Linked DNA regions of Zea mays: region 1 is linked to region 2. A link is a contact called in public Hi-C data. All regions are on one chromosome and are shown on one strand. The core of a region is the stretch at or near the end of the contact, and the rest is flanking DNA. Distances in the headings are between cores, read along the strand shown.

Region 1 (3,213 bases), core at 457-2,956, 560 kb before region 2:
CGTTCTCTTTTCTTTCCTTTTTCCCGTGGTTCTTATTTCGATGATAAAGAGAATATGTGTTCCTACCGTGGTTCAAAAACATTGTCTACATAGAAAGCACCAGGATATGTCTTGCCGTGTTCTGCAGATTTTCTAACTGTGCCATCAAATGTGAAATAATGCACCTCTGAATGTCTATCAGCTTTGCTACTATAGTTCTTCTAGAAACAATTGTTTTCTTGATGAACTATAGAAACACAATTGAATTCAGAAAGACTGACCATTTTAGCAGTAAATATACCGGACTACGATGAAGAGGCTGAAACCTGGTTGGATATTTGATAACATGCTAAGTAAAAAGAATGCAATCATTAGATATTTGATAACATACTAGCTAAACAATCTCAAATGTAACCAAATTTAGAGTAAAAAAACTCCCTGTGTCAGATATTGTATTAAGAAGAAGACCTTTCTACGTCTAGGGCGGCTCACCTTCTAAAATTGAGTCCAGGAATTAGGCGTGTATAGACAGGGATTCAAGGAAGCATATCATTCATTATTTGCCAGTAACATCCTTTGCAAAATATCATGCCAAATAGGTAGGACACGCCCATGACCATGAACATGAACCATTGGAGGGTTGCATCAGTCAAGGTGTGTGGTCCCAGCATTTTATTGCACCGACACTGTCCGAGCTTGGCAGCTTGCCATCGGCCCATCACAAAACTGCATTTTACCCCCTTCCACATGAGGTTTTCTATCTTTCAAGCCAAAAGGAAAAGCAAAAAAAAATGCTGGGAGCAAATGGAGGCCCTACAATATCTCCCCCCCATAACCCTCCGCGGTGCCCTTTGGCCATTGACCAAATCCTGTCCACCCTCCAACTCCTCCATGAAGGCGAAAGAACAAACGGGGTGAATCATCTCCTGTGCCAGACTGCCAGTGCGTGACGGGGGAGATAAAAGAGGGCAACAGCTCAAAAGGAGAGCCTTTTGGTCTTTTCCCCCCGCTTCTACTGCAAACAACCATCATGGGCGGGCAAAGCTGCCCCTGCCCAGATCAATGATAGAGTGGGCGACAGTCAGAGACGGCACAGCGAATTTGCTACGGCGACAGGGGGAATACTGGGGTATATATATATATCCACTGTTATAGTGTTATAAGGTGGGTGATTCCAAGATTTACTGCAGTTCTCGTGTGGTCAATTTCGTTGTGTTAGCTCATGTTTTTTATTGATTAATTCTTGGAATTGTGTTAAGGCTTTCTGTCTGCCATCGACAATTGTCTTGGGTCCTTCCAATGTAGTCGGTTAAATTAGCCAACAAGATTATTGGCGGGCGACATTGTCAAGAAAAAAAATGAGCAGGGTTTTGAAATGTCAAAAAGATTGTTCAGAAACCAATAGTCCGGAAATTCTGTTCAGAAACCAATATGTCAGAAATCTAGATCACATTTCTCGTCATGGTTCATGCATGAAGTCAAGGACAGAAACGTTCACATTCGTGCAAGAGGCCTAATTCAGAGGAGCGAAGGCTATTTCTTCTTCGGAATCATCTTCCTCCCAGGATCCACTGCGCTCGCTGGGGTCTCCACACCATTACCACGTGAGCAAGGACAGGTCGTGGTCTCGCCTCGCCCTCGGTGGCTCCCCGCTTTTTCCTTCCCACCAATGCCACACTATTTTTATTCTGATGTCGGCCTCATCTTTCCGGGTGTGGCCTCCATTCAACACCCCCGCTTTCTTTATTTATGAAAGGTTAGCTAGGGCGCCGCTGACAACATGTGAGCGTGTTCGGCATTACTCCACTTCACTCCCTCCCTCCCTCACCTCTGGCTCATCAGTGCCTGCCTCACTAACCTCACCATTACTGAAATGCAGAGCTCGCATAAATAGGCAGGACCCGTGGTGCTACTCTCCTGTCCCCTTCCGGCCTTTTCCCCCCTTCTGGAGCTTGGGGGGAGGCACTCTGCACCTTCGTCTTCGTCTTGGCGTCCTCCAGCGCTCTGCCTTCCTGAGCTGGCTTCTTGTCCGCAGGTCAGGTTCCTCCCGCTGATTTCGTTTCGTGCGCTTTGTTTCTCGGAGGGGATGGATCCATTTGGGAATGCAACGGCTCCCGACTTAGGGGCATTCATGGGGGTCTGCTTCCCATTTCGTTAAGTTTTTCGGATTCATGGGGCATGGGCTGGTGCTTAGCTGCCATTGTCGTGTGGCTTCTGATTTGCCTTTTGCTGGGAATCTTTACTGTTTAGCCTGCTTTGCCCTTTATGCTAGAAGGACATACTTGCCTTCAGCAAGAAGCATAAGTCTGCTGGTTTTTATTTGAGGCGTGCTTTATCACGATCTGAGTTTTCTCCTCTCGGGCAAAGCAAAAACCTTTTGGAGATTTATCACGATCTGAGGTTCTTATCGTCCATCTTTTTTTTCTCTGCCTGCTTCTTCGAACTTGTTTTTATGGGTTAGGTAGGTAATTTGGTGCCTCTTTAATTTTTTTGGGCAAACATAAATTCAGGTGTTATTCAGAAATCAAACCAAGCAAATCTACTGCCAGTGAATTTCGTTTTAAGTTATAAAGTCAGTAGCTAACCACAGAAATTTACTGCCGGTGTTCAGACTAGTTAGTTCTGATCTCACCAAACGGTACATTAATTGTGCTAAAAAAACCTCGCTGAAACAGAGACTCCGCTGAAACATGACGATTTACTAAGTTTCAATTTTTGATATTTTCTTAGATTCCTTTCACTGCTCACAGTAAAATTAGTTCATCTGTCAGTGCAAACCATGTGCCTTCATCTTCAGTGTTCAGTTCAATTGCTCAAATAAAAAATGCGTAGCCTAAATTTGTCAGTTTAACCCATCTACCCTGAACTCTGAGATGTTCCTGAGTTGGCTGCCTTTCTCCATTAGATCAAATTAAATTCTGTTGGCACCTTACTATGTTCTTGGAACTGCAGGATCCATGGCGAAGGACTACCCAGCTTCTCCGAAAGCTCAGCAGCTCCAGGAATCCAAGAAGCAGCGCCTGACATACATCCTCGTCGTAAGCGCGCTCTGCATCGCCTTCTACGTCCTTGGCGCATGGCAGAACACCACGCTTCCAAAGCCCATAGGCAACTCGGCGATCACCCGGGTTGGCTGCGATCCCACTGCCGCCACGGCACAGTCCTCTGGCTCTGTGCCGTCGTTTGGGCCAGGCTCCGGCGAGGTGCTTGACTTCGACGCACACCACCGGCTCA
Region 2 (3,195 bases), core at 187-2,686:
TGGTCAAGCTGTATCAAGTTCAGAGGCCACGCCAGCCACAAGCAGAAGCAGGGGGGATATAGGCTGACTGTGAAATACTTGTTGTACACCTGGCAACCAACGCATGAGACCAGATTTCCTTTTTCTTTGAGAAAGGTCTGAAGATATATAATAGTGATGGACCATCTCACCATCGAACCAAACAAATGCGTCGTCGTATAACGCCGTACGTACTACCGACATGCGGTGCCAGATCTGATTTCTATACGGTGGGGCTTCACCGGTGGCTAGGGTTTTTTTTTCCACGGGCCAGGCTACCTATCTGGTGATGGACAGGCCTGCTCGGCGTAAAAACCATCTCCACCACCGTCGTCTGGAAAAGGATTTGGCGTGGCCCAAGCCCAACTAGTGAAAAGGAAAACTTCAGCCGAATCCAAACGTAACCAGCGACCCAACGCCAGAAAGTGGGACTGAGGTACTCGGGTGCCCAACGGACCAAACCCAAACGGTCCTTTATCACAACTTATCACAGCTGATACACACCGGATCGGTCCGGTGAATTTTATAACTAAAATTCCTGAAATCGAGCAGTATGACTGGATCACACGGACCTAGATCGATGCACCACTGAATCGGTCCGGTGCAACCTAGATCAGTGTAAGTTGGGCTCTTTTGAGCCAAACTCCAAATCTTTTTGGCTATCTTGGGTAGTTTCCCTACAACTTATGCAAGCATTATTAGTACTTAATCTAATGAATTTAGTATCAACAATCAATATATCTTCTGTTCCTTTACTTTCTGCCCTAGGACTAGCCAGTAATATAGCCTTTTTCACCTTGTTGTCTGGAGATGTCTTGTTGCGGACCGTTCGACACTAGGCCGCTGACAGTCCACTCCACCGTAGAGAGACCGCCGAGCGAAACAAATCCTAGTGATTCATGACCAGATCAACGCCGATAAAGTGAGACTCAACTGATTTGATGGTTATTGAAGGTTGAAAATCGTGTCATGAACCTATCCAATACCACTCGGGCAGAACAGAATATGTCCTACGTCAATAACCATCGAACTAAATCATTCGTTGTAAGTAAGAAAACAAAATGGCTTAAATTTTAAGCTACACACATGCCGGTCTCTCCTTAAATTAAAAATTAAGCGGGGACACGTCACCCAGATGTCTTGCTCGCCGCAGCGCGCTCAACCGCCGACCAAACGGTAACTAGCCGGCCAGGGCCAGCCGGCAGCCGCCGCCCAACTTCGTTTTTTTTTGGTTTTGTTTTCGAGAAGGCGATCCTAGTGGGCACTGAGCAGTGGCCCCGCGGCGAATAAATCGAAGGCCAACGGATTGCTACCACGGTACCACCGGGGCCCAAGCCCAACCCAACCCAACCCAACCCAACCCCATCAATAATTCAATATCTCCTCCCAACAGCCGTCTCGAACTTTCCACCGTTCACATTAATAGCTTTTCCTCTTCTTTCCCCATCCACCCTCGCACCCTCACCGAAAGGAGAAGGCTTCAGCCTTCAAGCGCACACAGCCACGCAAATCCCCTCTTCATCAACCTCGACTCGAGTCCGCGCGCGTCCCCGAATCGAGGTATGGTGATCCCTTCGCTCATGCTGTCGATTTAACTCTTGATCCGATGATTGCTGGGATCTTGGGGTCGATTTTCACCAATTTTCTGGTGTCAAGTCGAGGCCTTGGGGGAAATCTGTGGCCTGTGGGCAGTATGTTCGCAGTAGCTTCTAGTTTGTTCGATTTCTGCGCCTATGGAGTCTGCGGTTCTGATGGTGTCTATCGTCATGTGCTGTAGGCGGCGTTTCTGATATTCCCCAATTTTTGCTAGTCTAGTGCGTTTAGGGTATGAGCGCGGACGCGGTGCGTCAGGAACACTGTAGTAACCAACTTCCAGGAGTACCGCGCTTGATGATGTAGTGCGGTCCAGTGCGCTGGGAGCATGACTCTGGGGTTGTAGCTTTTGGGTGAAGCCTTGTCGCTGAATTGAATCGAGAAATATTCTTCCCGAAAAGATAGGAAGCGTGGGCAGTGTGCTTTCTGCGGAGTGCTATTAGCCTATTACCATCACGTGTAGTGTCTATTGTCAATACCAAATAACACTCACGTTATTTCCTAGTATAAGGATTTCCATGTATCTGGTTGTGCTTGTGACAGTGAATTCCTATTCTGAGGCCTTGCTTTGATTGCAGAGGAGATGAGTCGTCCGCATGACGGTCACAGGTCCTTCTTTCCCATGGGGAATCCCTTCAGGATGATTCTCCCAAGAGGAGCCCGCCTGTCACCGAAGCTCACTGAGCTGCTCACTTCGTATGAGGATGGCCTGGCCTCGAGCTTGAGGAAGGTCAAGCCAGAGGCCACCTCAGAGGTGTTCACACTATCATGGATGAAGCTCGCAGTGGAGTGCTTATCAGAGCTGCACACCAATATAGCCACCCTGATTACTGAGCTTGAGTTGCCCTTATCAGACTGGGATGAGAAGTGGGTGGACATTTACCTGAACAGCAGTGTGAAGCTGCTGGACATCTGCATTGCCCTGAGCTCGGAGCTCTCTCGGTTGGATCAAGGGCAGCTGCTTGTGCGATATCTCCTGAATGTGTTGGACTCTGGGAGCGACATGCCATCCCAGGAGCAGATCAGGAGAGCTGAGGTGTCGCTTAAGGAATGGATAGAGCGAGCAAGTGAAAGGTCTCCGAGGCTTGATAGTTGCTTGGCAGCGCTACAGGAGCTTTCTGGAAACCTTTGCCTGATGAAGGTTAGGCATTCTGCTAAAGGGAAAGTGCTCATGCGAGCATTGTATGGAATCGAGGCTGTTACCGTCTTAATCTGCAGTGTACTTGTAGCTGTACTGTCGGGTACCTTCAAGCCACTGGTTGACTTTGATGTCCCTGAGAAATTTGGTTGGTCTACGGCCTTCATTGATCTTCAGAAGGCCATAAGCGGTGAACTTAGCAGGCAACTGTCCAGAGGTAGTGTTGCAGCGTTAAAAGAGCTGGAGGATGTTGATGTATGTGCTAGACAGCTGCATACATTGACTTGCACTGCTCAGCTTGAAGAGGAGAATGCCAGCCTGGCTCATTCATTTAGCCGTTCAAAGGAAGTGGTCCTGACAGATACTACAGCCCAGGGAAGAGGCCATGTGGATAATCTCAAGTTGGCTGATGATAGTAGCTGTCAGCATGAAGTGATCATGCTGCA

Evidence for each region. A called contact is a pair of places that touch in the nucleus more often than the background predicts.
Region 1: a Hi-C map of leaf mesophyll shows a contact between it and region 2, with 5 times the contacts expected there. The contact joins the promoter of LOC100282582 here to the promoter of LOC100192620 in region 2. A contact is called at or near these places in 2 of 25 Hi-C or Micro-C datasets (ear and leaf mesophyll).

Annotation. Positions count from the first base shown.
Region 1 is chr1:229,905,460-229,908,672 of Zm-B73-REFERENCE-NAM-5.0, reverse strand. LOC100282582 reads left to right here and starts at 1,706. Exons shown (of 6, transcript NM_001155490.2): 1 at 1,706-2,014; 2 at 2,932-3,213. The coding sequence starts at 2,937.
Region 2 is chr1:229,341,970-229,345,164 of Zm-B73-REFERENCE-NAM-5.0, reverse strand. LOC100192620 (putative cytochrome P450 superfamily protein) reads left to right here and starts at 1,436. Exons shown (of 2, transcript NM_001137835.1): 1 at 1,436-1,578; 2 at 2,190-3,195. The coding sequence starts at 2,195.